3 separate regions of the Mus musculus genome follow, and regions 2 and 3 are each linked to region 1. Evidence: chromatin contacts called from public HiChIP or PLAC-seq data. All regions are on one chromosome and are shown on one strand. The core of a region is the stretch at or near the end of the contact, and the rest is flanking DNA. Distances in the headings are between cores, read along the strand shown. Region 1 overlaps Lpp (LIM domain containing preferred translocation partner in lipoma). Region 2 has its middle 44 kb from the start of Gm38456. Region 3 overlaps Gm31814 (a long non-coding RNA gene).

Evidence for each region. HiChIP or PLAC-seq counts read pairs in DNA pulled down with a chosen protein or histone mark.
Region 2: a RAD21 HiChIP or PLAC-seq map of pro-B cells shows a contact between it and region 1, with 2.4 times the contacts expected there. The contact joins two enhancer-like sites. A contact is called at or near these places in 1 of 15 datasets of contacts at CTCF or cohesin (pro-B cells), 1 of 484 Hi-C or Micro-C datasets (pro-B cells) and 1 of 115 datasets of contacts at active chromatin or transcription factors (large pre-B cells).
Region 3: an SMC1A HiChIP or PLAC-seq map of large pre-B cells shows a contact between it and region 1, with 5 times the contacts expected there. The contact joins two enhancer-like sites. A contact is called at or near these places in 1 of 15 datasets of contacts at CTCF or cohesin (large pre-B cells), 1 of 484 Hi-C or Micro-C datasets (pro-B cells) and 1 of 115 datasets of contacts at active chromatin or transcription factors (large pre-B cells).

The regions. Positions count from the first base shown.
Region 1 is chr16:24,657,447-24,661,871 of GRCm38.p6, forward strand. Lpp (LIM domain containing preferred translocation partner in lipoma) reads left to right here. Exons shown (of 13, transcript NM_178665.5): 6 at 4,231-4,343. Among named protein-coding and RNA genes, the nearest start is that of Mir28a, 170 kb to the right of the region's middle. Within about 2 kb of position 1,810, at least 24 of the 459 cell types and tissues checked have an H3K27ac peak or open chromatin away from gene starts, as enhancers often do. A contact at or near this core is called in pro-B cells, where this site is marked.
Region 2 is chr16:24,337,850-24,341,787 of GRCm38.p6, forward strand. No RefSeq gene overlaps it. Among named protein-coding and RNA genes, the nearest start is that of Gm38456, 44 kb to the left of the region's middle. Within about 2 kb of position 1,937, at least 37 of the 459 cell types and tissues checked have an H3K27ac peak or open chromatin away from gene starts, as enhancers often do. A contact at or near this core is called in pro-B cells, where this site is marked.
Region 3 is chr16:24,258,010-24,261,891 of GRCm38.p6, forward strand. All of the region lies in intron 1 of Gm31814 (a long non-coding RNA gene), which reads right to left. Among named protein-coding and RNA genes, the nearest start is that of Gm31814, 3.2 kb to the right of the region's middle. Within about 2 kb of position 1,767, at least 9 of the 459 cell types and tissues checked have an H3K27ac peak or open chromatin away from gene starts, as enhancers often do.

The DNA of each region.
Region 1 (4,425 bases), core at 560-3,059:
AGGGACCTGCCTACTAGGATCACATACAGCTCTTTACCGGCTTATTTTCACATGATATTTCCAGTTGGTGGATGGTGTTTATAAATCCTCATATGATGATGTTGAATGTGTATTTTTGATCCATACATGTGTGAGGGAAAGAGCAAAGCAGGGTAATTCCCATCTCTATCACCTCAGACACATTTTCATTAGTTATCTTAACCCTAGTGTTTTCTTAAAAATAACACTGTCTGGTAGAGTTCTAAGTACAGTCCCAATTAGTAATTTAGTTAGTTAGGTGAAGAAAATGAAGATTGAAGGATAGAATATTAATTTTTCTAATATCTTGCCATGTTTGTTTACACGCCCACATTTTAGATTGCCCAGATAGCAACTGAAAGAACTTTAGTCAGTGTCACTTATCTCCTTATTCATGGTGAAGGTAGGTTCTTCAGGAGAGGGATTGGTGCTATTTTCATGACAATGAAGACAAGACAGCCAGCACTAGCCATGAATGGCCTTGAGAGTGAACATTCCCCAATGAGTTCTCACATAGGGAGAACATGAATTCAGGCTCTGCATATTAAGGGTTCTGTGACACTCAGTCTTTGTGTGGGTCTCTGACTATTCTTAGGTATTGTGCACATGTCACATCCTGTCCCCTCTCCATGTAACTTCATTTCACGAGCCACCACACTCTGTGAACCTTGCAAAATCTGGTGTGTTCTGTTATGTGGCGTTGAGAAGAGTCTTCCAGGCTACTAGTATCCTGCCAGACCTAGAAACCAGACACGGTATTAAGTCTGAAAGAAGAGATTCAAGAAAACACTGATGTATATACTTCTTTCTTGGACTGAGATTCACGAAACATAACGGTCCACACAGGGCACTGAGGGAGGAACATCACACGTTCAAGCCCAAAGATGGAGACCATGTTACAAAGAAGAGGGAGGGAGAGAGGGAAGACCGAGATTCACATAGGAGTATCTGGATCGATGAGCCTGGCAAACTCCCCTAGTCAGTTAAAAGACAGGAGCTGGATAGAGTGAGGAAAAGCTTCATTACTTAGAGAAGCCACACATTCCTAGCTTCAGTTTTGAACAGAGGTGTTCATAAGTTGAAAAGGCTGAGAAGGTCATTCAATGGATGAGAAAGGTTTATTTTCTTGGTCTGTCACATCACAGCACTTTCTGATGGTTTCAAGGCACTGCTCAGCTAAATATCTGATGAAGACATAGGCTCCTCATACCAGTTCATTTCATGGGCTTACCCGATTAGGATGCCCACCAGCTCTCTCCTTCCATTCTCAGATGCATGTGTGGCCACTGTCACTGTGGCATTCAAAGGTGCTTCCTGTCCCCTAAAGAACTTAAAACAAATTTAAGAGTCTTTGGAGAGCGAAGGAGAAGGATCTAGGTGCCCCCTTTTCCCAGTTTGAAGTAAGAGGGAAAGCATTGATGATTGCAGCAGTGAAAAGAGAAGACTTTGTTATATTCTTGCCTCCAAGTCTGCTCTCTACTGGCACAGTTCAGCTTCTTAAAGGCCGCTTACCATTTTTCACCCTCTAAGGAATTTATTGCCATCATCTCTGTGATAACATACATTTTGTAGGTTTATCACACATCTATCATTGAGTATGTTTTTCTATTGGATGTTCATCTATACATCAGAATTATGGCATACAGATGATGACAAAGAGTTGTGCAGGTTCTTCATTCCAGTTCCTACAGCTAGGGCATTTCTCCTCCAGAGCATCCCCTTCCAGTACCTCCCCCTTTCGTGCCCACCCCATTGCTGCATTAGCATGCAAGTCCCAGTATAGGATGTAGGAACCGAAACCTAGATGATTGAACTTAGTGAACTGAACCCTTGGTTGTAGTCAGTGGTTGATGGTTAAGAGGTTAACAGCTGGCTTCTTAAGAACCTACATCATCTTTCTTAGAATTAGGTTCTTTGTTGTTTTCATATTATTTCTTTGTTAAAGAAGTCAGTTTTTCTTTCTCTTTAATCCTTCTGGGATTACCATCAGCCTGTGCATCTCTTTAAGTTCTTATAGACAAACAGGATAAAGGAGAATATACTTAGGAGGTATTTCAGAGACAGAGTTGTACCTTTATTTTTAAAATTATTTCTGTGATATTTTGGTTTACTCATATGCATGTTATGGGCCTTTTGAGTCACCCTATATGATAGGGATACCAAGAGTTCAGGCAGGTTTGAGAATGTCTGATGGTCTGATAATTTGAAATGCCACATAGAATCTGGTCAATTACACATTCCCCTCCATACTGCGTTATAGAGGGTGGGAGAAGACAGAGTGATTGCTAGAATCTAAACTTAGGTTGTGAACAACCACCTAGTCATGGCTTCATGGCTCAATACCTTGTGAATTAATTTTTTTCATTCACTCTGTTTTAAGGTAGAAGAGGACTCTGTTGTAGTGCATTTTCCTTCAGAGTTAATGAATACTTTCCATGAGCTGTGTAGCCACCCCAGCATTTCTCCATTTTAGCTGCATGTGGAGTCCCCTAGATCAAAGAAACACTGATGCCACACATTTATTCCAATCCCCAGGATTCTCATCCAATCAAATCCAGAGGAGGTAGTTTGGACAGCCATCGGTTTGATGGCTTTCTTACAGATTCCAGTGTGTGGACAAGGGATAGTGAATGGATAGTTTCAAATTATAATGCTAAAATGGTAAGGAAAGACTTCGAGACAAAAGAAATCCCTATACAACAGGAGTTTGGAACCTTTCAAATCCTGGGGTTCTCCAAAGGATGGAAGGTACTTTGCCGAACTCAGTGAAACTTGAACTATGTTCCAGGAGCCAATGCCACTGAAGTTACCTAGGCTTTTTAGAAGCACAAATCATTGGTCCTTCCTTAGAACTACTACATTAAACGTCTTTGGAAGTGCCAGCCAGAGGTATGAATTTTATAACTCCTCTCTGAAATCCTGATGGATTGTGAACATGGACCAGCGTTTGAGCAAGGTTATATCATGACTTGGGGGTGGGGGTGATGATAGCCTGGTAAAACTGAATGGCTCTAGAGACACTGTCCTTGGCTGTTGTGGCAGGGGTTAGATCTGACAGCTCATAGCTACTCCTCCCAGTGTAGCAACACCACCAGGTGTTTCAGAGCCCAATAGGCTACCATCATTTGCAGGATACACCTTTGCAGTTTTAGACTTTCTTTCCTCTGAGATACCCAAGTTGTCACATTTTTATATTATTCAAAAGTTAATAATTTGCTTATGGAATCTGATTCCTATAGCTTGGTGCCATGGTGACAGGCGAGGAAGAAGCACTTACATGTAAGGGATACTTCTAAATGAAACATCAAAACTACATTTTTAAAGGGAGAACAAACTGCCTTTTAAAATGGTAAAAAAAACAAAACAAAATAAATCCAATGTTTTTTTCTAGTATATCTGATTTTTAAACAATTTTAAATATTTTATAATATAGTCATACAGATTTGTATGTTTGCTTCCCACATCGGTGGTTACATATGGTAGTAACCTGAGCCTTCTTGATGACTGTGTTGTACTTAGATATCTAGATCATCTAGTTTCTGTTCAAGTGTCCCCTAATCTGTTCTCTGGCCATTTATACACACAGTGAAAGCTGAACTCGCAGGCTGTGTGTCAGACCTTGCTAGTTTTCCTTACGCTCAGTGTTATTTGGAGTTTTATGTTATTTGCTATGTTGTCGATGTTTATATTCAACATGACTTGTGTGCACATATTCTCCTGCCTTACTACCTGGAATGGGCTTGCTGTGCAGGTCATACTGTCTAAGGTGATGCTAGTACAGCCCCCATTTTCCCTACCTGGATTTAAGCTTTATTTTATGTTAACTTCCAAAAATGTGTCCTCATAAATGAACCTATTACCCTTACATGTATACAAATCTTTTCTTCTTCTACTTGATTAGGATTTTATTAGTGCCATTTATCAATTCTAATAAAATTCAGTATCCATAATTATTATTCTAAGAAGTCCTTTGCCTCTGTTTAATGTACTTGACCTCTCTATACTAACTTTAAATTATGAAATCAGGTCTTTTATCTTATGAAAGCTAAGGCTAACAATTAATCCAACATTATCTAAGTAAGGGAAATTTTCTATATAACTCAAACAAGTGGGTCTAAAACATTGACAATAAATTGCCAGCCAATGTATCTTTTAAAGAGTTCTATAACGTCTCAGACGTGTTAACCTCTCATATGTGTCCCCTTCCTGTAGGTGATCTTCTCCCACCGCCACCACCACCTCTAGAGGATCCTGGTACCATCCCACCTGGTCCCGGACACTTCCCTCCTCCTCCACCACTGGATGAAGGGGCTTTCAAAGTGCAGGTAAGAGCAGTGATAGAAGTCAGGTTTATAAGACAATGCCAGGAGGCCTGGTTTCTGTGGGTCATAAGCATTTATCCAGAGT
Region 2 (3,938 bases), core at 687-3,186, 320 kb before region 1:
TTCCTTCCTCCTTCTCCATTTAGACAATTGCTTCAAGGTGGGGTGCTACATAGGTGGCCTACTCCTGACCTCTCTGCTCTCCGTGAGTGGAAAGAGCAGTGATGACGTCTCTGGTGGGCTATTTAGAGGTGAGCCTAGAGCCTGGGTGACTTCTCTCCAGCTCTCCATTTCTTTTCACTCCTGATCTAATCTGCGTTTAGGGAATGGTACCGTGTGAACACAGCAAGCATGACCATGGATGTGTGTGTGTGTGTGTGTGTGTGTCTGTTGTGATGCTCAATGGTAAAACGTCTGCTGAGCATGCATGAAGACGTGGGTTCAGTCCCAGCACAGAATAAATAAATGTCTGAAGAAAGGCCACACACATGAGAAGAGCCTTTCTTGACTTATCATTGCTGGTGACGAGGTATGTAAGTCACCACAATCCTGGGTCCAGTGTTAAAGTCCATCTTGCCCTTCCAATCTCTCCGGTGGGTGTTTACTGTGCAGTCAGTGAATTAAAGCAAATGCAAAACAGAAAGATAAAATGCTCCAACTCATGGCTTCTTCCAGAGTGTCACTTCTGTGGTTACTGAGAAACACGTTTGCCTGTCACCTCCAGTGCACTTCACATCGTCTTACAAAAGTTCCCTCTCGGGAGGCTTCCCGTATACTAAGACCAAGGAAAATGGCGGGCACTGGGACTGTTCCTACGTGTTCTTTCCCCCCTCAGAGCTCTTGAAGCTGTAGTGACTTCCACCCCATTTCCTTCAGCACCTCCCAAGGGTATTCCCCTCAAGGGATGTCTCTTTTCTACAGACAAACACATCCTCTGGTTTTTCTGCCCTCTTTTCTCCATTGGTCATATTCTCTTTCTTTTGTCTCTGTCACAACTTGATTGGTTGTCACTGCTCCTTCAGTCCGACAACCCCAAGAGCAGTATGAACCACAGCTCCAGTGAAATGCAGAGGAAGGTCTTCGTCTTCTGGTGAAATTAGATATTACACAGAAAACACTTCCCCGGCCTCAAACAATCCTTTAAAAATACCCAGACAGTACTATGAGAAATTCTGCAAAAGGCTTATCAGTAATCTCATCAGATGTTTTTCTCAGGTACAGACAGTCCACCCAAGGAAAAAAGAAAACAAACAGAAGTTCTGCCCTACATAATGACTAATGTCACACTATTTTTAACACAATCATGTCTTCCTTCAACTAGGTTGTAAGGCAAGAGCCCTTAGAGAGATGAGACTGGGCTTTACTGGTGGAAACATTATCCAGTAGTTATACCTAAAACCGGAAAGAGCCAACTCTGAGGATCCCTGGACCCAACTTATAAGTAAGATACTCAAGTCATATAAGCCTTGGAGAATTTCCTCAAGAGAGTCAGCGGCTGGAGGTAAAAGCAAAAAACGGTCAGACTGGCCCCTCTCAATGGGTAAAAAAAGGTGGGGTGATTTATTATTGAATTCAGTCATTGTCTCAGGGTGACCCGCTTACCCAGGAGGAAGGCTCTGTGCCAGTTTGAGCACTGCCTTGATTAGCATCTGGAAATTCCAGGTTCTTGGTTGACTTGGGGGGGGGGGTCCACATGTCACCTGCCACGCTCTCTGCCTGTCTCTTCTCCTATCTCAGTAATCTGAAGAGGAAAACTGTAAGTCTGGGCCCATAGTCACTGTGCATGACTTAACTGTGACATCTATCATGCAAAAGCAGCTGGGCTTGGGACAGTGTGGGTTACCAAGTAGGGGTTATTATAACTTTGGGGGTCTTGTTAAAAGAAAAAAAGTCTTACAAGGTAAAGGTCAGCAACAGATGATATGTGGAATACTCTCTAACTTTTCCACGGCGAGGCCTTCTAGGGCCAGGGCATCCTTCTGGATTTGCTGAGGGTGTGTGTTTCCTTTTTAAGGTCATGCACTCGAACATATGGATGTGGTAACAGTCGGCTGGCTGACTGGCTTTCATGTGCTAGTGGGCGTGACTGTTTATAAGAACTTCTTAAGAAAGCTGAGTCCCTAACACTTGCAACCTCAGGCACTCACAGGAAGCTAGTTTCTGGAACAGACCCTTTTGTATGTCCAAGAAAAGAAGCCTTCTTCCAGACCTCATTAGAAGAAGCTGGCTTTGGAACAGAGCATGGTGAGCCTGCGAGAGACAAGCTGAATTTGTGTAAGAATGTAATTCCTCCCACCAGAAAAAGGAAATGGAGCTTTCTTTCCAAGAAGGCTAACCAAGAATGGCATCCCATCCCAGGGATGTTTTTAGGTAATCATGCTCACAGCAGAGTAGAGCAGTGAGAACACTTACAGTTCCCTAGGGGGCTGGGGAGACGGTTCAGTGGTCGAGCACACTTACTGCTCTTGCAGAAGACCCAGATTCTGTCTCCAGCACCAGCATCACAAAGCCCACAGCTGCTGATAACCCTAGTTGTAGGGGACCCAAAGCCTCCGTGAGAACTGCATGCAGGTAAACGCTCTCACACACAAACACTTAAACAAAGACAATAGTATAAGTCTCTGTTTGAAACTGAAAATGAGCCTGCAGATTAATCTCATTGTCTATGAGGTCCTATCTTACCTTCTTTTCCAAAGTATTTTTTTTCCTTCCCTTTCCTTTTCTTTTTCTTTTTTCTTTTTTGTTTGTTTCTTTGTTTTGTTTTTCTTTTTGTCTTTAGGTTTTTTTGATAAGTTCTCTCTGTGTAGCGCTGGCTGTCCTGGAACTGACTTTGTAAACCAGGCTTGTCTGGAACTCAGAGATCCACCTGCCTCTGCCCCTCTGCCTCTCTGCCCCTCTGCCCCTCTGCCCCTCTGCCCCACCCCCTTCACCCACTATCACCGGTCCTCGCCCTCGTGTATCCTCTGTCTCTTGTTTAGCTCTTCTCATCCATCCCCTCCTCTAATTTCTAAAGAAATCTGTTTTGTGTACCACAGCAAGAAGTCTAATCAGTCAGAATGGCCTAGGTCCACCAAACCGCAGAGGGCTGTTTCTCACCCCCTCTCTACACCTTTGTTTGGCTTTTAGAAACTCAGATCTACACCCATTATTTCCCTGGATTTGAGACTCAGGCTCAAATGCTGCTGAGATTGTAGAATGGAGAAAAGAACACACCGAAGGCGATCAACCTTGAAAACAAGACATTGCTGGGAGTGACAGAAGCCACTGTTGCTCACAATTTATTAACCCAACCCACGGGTAGCCAGAAGGCACAGTCCTCACAGTCGTGCACATTTGGTGACTAGTATATAACTCCTTTGTTTAAAAAGCAAGCAGGCAGACGGGCGTGGTGATGAACACCTTTAATACCAGCACTTGGGAGGCAGAGGCAGGTGAGTTTCTGAGTTTGAGGCCAGCCTGGTCTACAGAGTGAGTTCCAGGAGAGCCAGAGCTACACAGAGAAACCCTGTCTCGAAAAACCAAAAGGGGGAAAAAAAGCAAGCAGGCAAAGAAACTGAAAATCCCATGGTTTCTAAAATAAAAATCAAAACTCAACTGCTGCCCTTCTATTTGGCCCTACCACACCTTCAGAATACCCCGCCCCCCAATCTGTGACTTTTTGTGGTATTAGCATACTTTGTTTTATTTCAATGGTAGAATATTAATAATCCAGTCACAAGGCTAAGATGTACTTAAGAGAGCATCTCATTCTTAAACCTTCCATATGTGCTGCTAAGTCTTCAGTCATCTGTTTAAAACACACAGTTCTGGGGACTTGCTACCTCCCAGGTAACGCATTCCACCCTTGCAAATTTAACAGCCCTGGTGGTTAAAAAAGCAACAATAATAACACATGTTAAATCCTTCATCAGATGAAGCTAGTACCTTCTGCCTTTTTCCAAACGAGGCAGCAAAGCCCTGCTTTAAAAAAAAAAAAAAAAAATCTCACAAAGGCATTTCAGCAAAGAAAGCACAGAGAAGTTCTGGCTCCATGTGTCTCATTGTTGCCTAGAGGCTTCTTC
Region 3 (3,882 bases), core at 517-3,016, 400 kb before region 1:
ATGGGATGCTCATTAGGAAGGAAAACAAAGCACACTGTGGTTGCTGTGTTTCTATTTGAGTCATTAATAGGAAATCATTTGTAAAAGCTAACAATAGCAAATGCTGACAAGAATCCAATATCACTGTCCCTCTCTTGTATATGTTGCCGATGGGAATGTAAAGGTTTGATAGGTTCACCCAACACCAAAAGTCCTCTTAAGCGGCACGTCCTGTTTTCACAGAAAAACCCTTATACAGATATGATAGGAGTTCTGATTGATCATGGTTCCCTTGAGAGAAAACACCTTGAGTTCTTAAAAGAATAAACCAACAGCTGAAGGCCGGGGACAAAACTCAGCAGCATTGCTTGACTACATTGACATAACACTATGGGAAGGGGAAATATGGCAGCAAGAATCTCCTAAACTCAGGTGCAGGCCAGGAACAAGGCCACATGACTCCAACCTGCAGCCCAAGTGGATTTTGAGGTGATGACTACTGGTTCTGACTGTTGTGGTGGTCACACAAATCTACACCTGACCAACCCCCCCCCCCTTCTGGTGTTCCAAGACAGGGTTTCTCGGTGTAGTCCTGACTGTCCCAGAACTCACTCAGTAGGCCAGGCTAGCCTCCAAATCAGAGCTCCACGTGACCAGGCTCCTGAGTGCTGGGATTAAAGTGGACATGTACTTCTACAGCCCCGCCTTCTCTAGGCAGGCTTTTCCTATGTGGCCTCATACTGATAGACTCACTCTGGATGACCCATTCTAATTTTACAGAACTAACTTTCAATGTAATTACATCTGTGTCTGCCTATCAAATTTAATGGTTGGCTCTTGCTACATTGACTTGCTATAAAACATGTATCAAAAGTTAAATATGGTTGGCACTAGGGTTGAATATGACTGTTAGTATTAGATATAATATGATTATCATTCTTCTGGGTAAATAGCTACATAAATCTTTAAACTTCAAAGATGGCCTTGCCGGACCAGAGATTTTCATTCAGGATTTTGTTTGTTTGTTTGTTTGTTTGTTTTTGTTTTATTTTGGGGGGGGGTCTCTCCTTTTTTTTTCTCCTTCCCAATGTCTTTAGGCCCTTCCAGATCTGTCTCAAGTATGTTTTAAAAGTCTTGATAAATTTGTCAAGATATCCTTCAGAAAAAAATGGTGTCAAATTTCATTGCCAGAAGTCAGGGAGTGCCCAGCTCCCCGTAGCCTGTCTCTTTAGTCATATTATACTGTGACCATTAGAATTTCAGCTTCCTCAAAATCCTTCTCCATACATGCATGGGGAATGATCTTTGAAAGCTAAAATAACTCTCAAGATCCTGTATGTAAGCTTTAATATACAAGCTGGCCACAGTATGTATATTTGCTTATTGGTTAAAACAAATATCCCATATTTTTCTTAGGCATTAGGTTTTCCTATTTAAAGTTAAAACTCTTTTGAGTTACTGATTTTTCAAGCAATAATCATTAACTCACCACTGAAGCTGTGATCTCCAAATATTTTTAATCAACACAGAAAAACAAAAACAAATAGTCATAACAAGACTTTTTTCATTTTATATTTTTATATTATAGTTTTATATTTTATATGTATATAACTCTCTAATCTAGGCCTTAAGAGATAATAAATGTTGGCATCGCTTATATTTCTGGCTAAAAGGTAAGCATGAATAGAAATTCTAGAATTTTCTGCCCACTCTCCAAAAGTTAGTGTTTTGTGTCACATCAATGAAGAAATGCTTTGTAGATTTGTCTCAAGGGAGGTTCTGTTTAGTACACGGTACCACAGTTGCTGCCTTCATGAGTTCATAGGCCACCTAGGAAAGTGGCAAGAGGGCATCTACACTGGAGGTGTGATAGCTGACAGGGAGAGATTGCTCCCAAAGAGGGAAGACTTAGTCTGAGGACACAGAGGCCCTGCAAGATTATGATAAATTCTAAAAAATGTTGACTTCTGCTCCCTGAGGAAGCCTTTCTCTCTCCCCTGCTCCTCACAGATGCAGCAACCTCACAGGATGTCGGCACAGAGAGGCCGGCTGGGGGACAATCTGTACACCTGCAGTGTGTGACTGTTGGTGGGTTTTTCTTTTGTCTTTTTTTTTTCCTGTTTGTTTAATGTATATATTTTTGCCTTTGGGACATAGTGACACACATTTCTGCTTCAGCAAATGCAATGCCATAGCAAAGGGAAAGACACTCCTTTAGTACAGAAGGCTGAACCTTAGCAAGTTGCTGTCTAATGATCCTTTATTGATTTCTGCTTTGGTGGTGGTGGTGGTGGTGGTGGTGGTGGTGGTGGTAGTGGTTATGGTAGTCTCACTACCTGGCTTGAAATGCCCTATGTAAACCATGTTGGCCTTGAACTCACAGAGATGGCCCTGCCTTTGTTTACTGATTGCTAAAGGCAGACACTACCACAGCAGACGTTTGTTACCTTTAATTATAAGAATTACCCATTCCAGAGAATGACAAGTAAACTTCCAAGACCTTTGACCTTTCCCTGAGTCTAAGGTACCCAGTAAGATCTGGATTGCCTGCCTGCCTGTTTGTCTGTCTGTCTGTTTGTACCATAGAATTTTCTCTTAGTAAAGAAGGTGGCCATGGCCATGCCCATTGCAGAAGAATTGTTCAGTTCCAGGTCAGTGAGACCCACAGTCTGAGATCTCATCTCACCAGACCGCCAAAGGCAGGTAGGATAAGTTATAGGTGTTTGTGTAAATATTTTGTATAGATAAATGAATATACATTAGAAAACTTTAACACCTTATCTATATAGGTTATCACTATAAAAACATATTGATGCTGTTCATGAATGTGTATTTTTTTTCCTCCTGCCTTTGGGAAATAGGCAGGAGGGAAACTACTTCTCTTTAGACATAGGGTGTTACCCCCCTACTTTAGCCTTTTATTCATTGTGTAAAAGATCAGGCTTGGTTTTCTTGTTCTGTGTTACCTTATTCAAGATAACTTTTTCTAGTTCTATCCATTTACATCTGATAGAAGACTAATATCCAAAATATATAACTAAACAGAAAACAACCTTAGGTATCAAGAAAACAAACCCAATTAAAAACTGGGGTACAGATCTAAACATAATTCTCAAAAGAGAAAACTCAAATGGCTGAGAAATGTTTAAAGAAGTGTTCAGTATCTTCAGTCATCAGGGGAATGAAAATCAAAACTACTTTGCAATTTCATTTACATCCACCAGAATGGCTAAGATCAATAACACAAATGACAGCTCATGCTGTCATGATACAACAGTAAGGGGAACACTCATCCATTGATGGTGGGACTGCAACTTGTACAGGCAGTATGACAATCAGTGTGGTGATGCATCAGGAGTATGGAAATAGATCTACATCAAGATCCCAGCTTGGGCATCTTGGGTCCATAGCCAAAAGATGCTTCCTTCTACCACAGACACACTTGCTCAACCATGTTTCTTGCTCTCTATTCATAATAGCCAGCAATTAGAAACACCCTAGATGTTCCTCAACAAAAGAATAAAGAAAATGCAGTAGAGTTTCCCAGTGGAATATTACTCACCCAGCAAATCCTTTTAAAAACAGAAGAAAAAAGAACCATACAAAGTGTAGGTGCATAGCACTTCTTAAGTATGGATTGAATCCTGCCACCACCCGGATTAACAGTGAGATTTTCCTGTACACACAGTGTCAAATATTCCATGTGACATTCAAAGCCCTTCAAATTCTTGCCTCCACCTAGACACCTGCTGTCTCCACCAGAGACACCAAACCACATGCTCCATGGTGCATGTGAGCATCCATCGTCCCTTGGTACCGTCCAGTCATCTAAGGAGCTAAGGGCTAAGGCCCTGAGCCCTGCCTCTCTCTTCTCAGTCTTTCTTAATCAGCCATTTGTGTCTA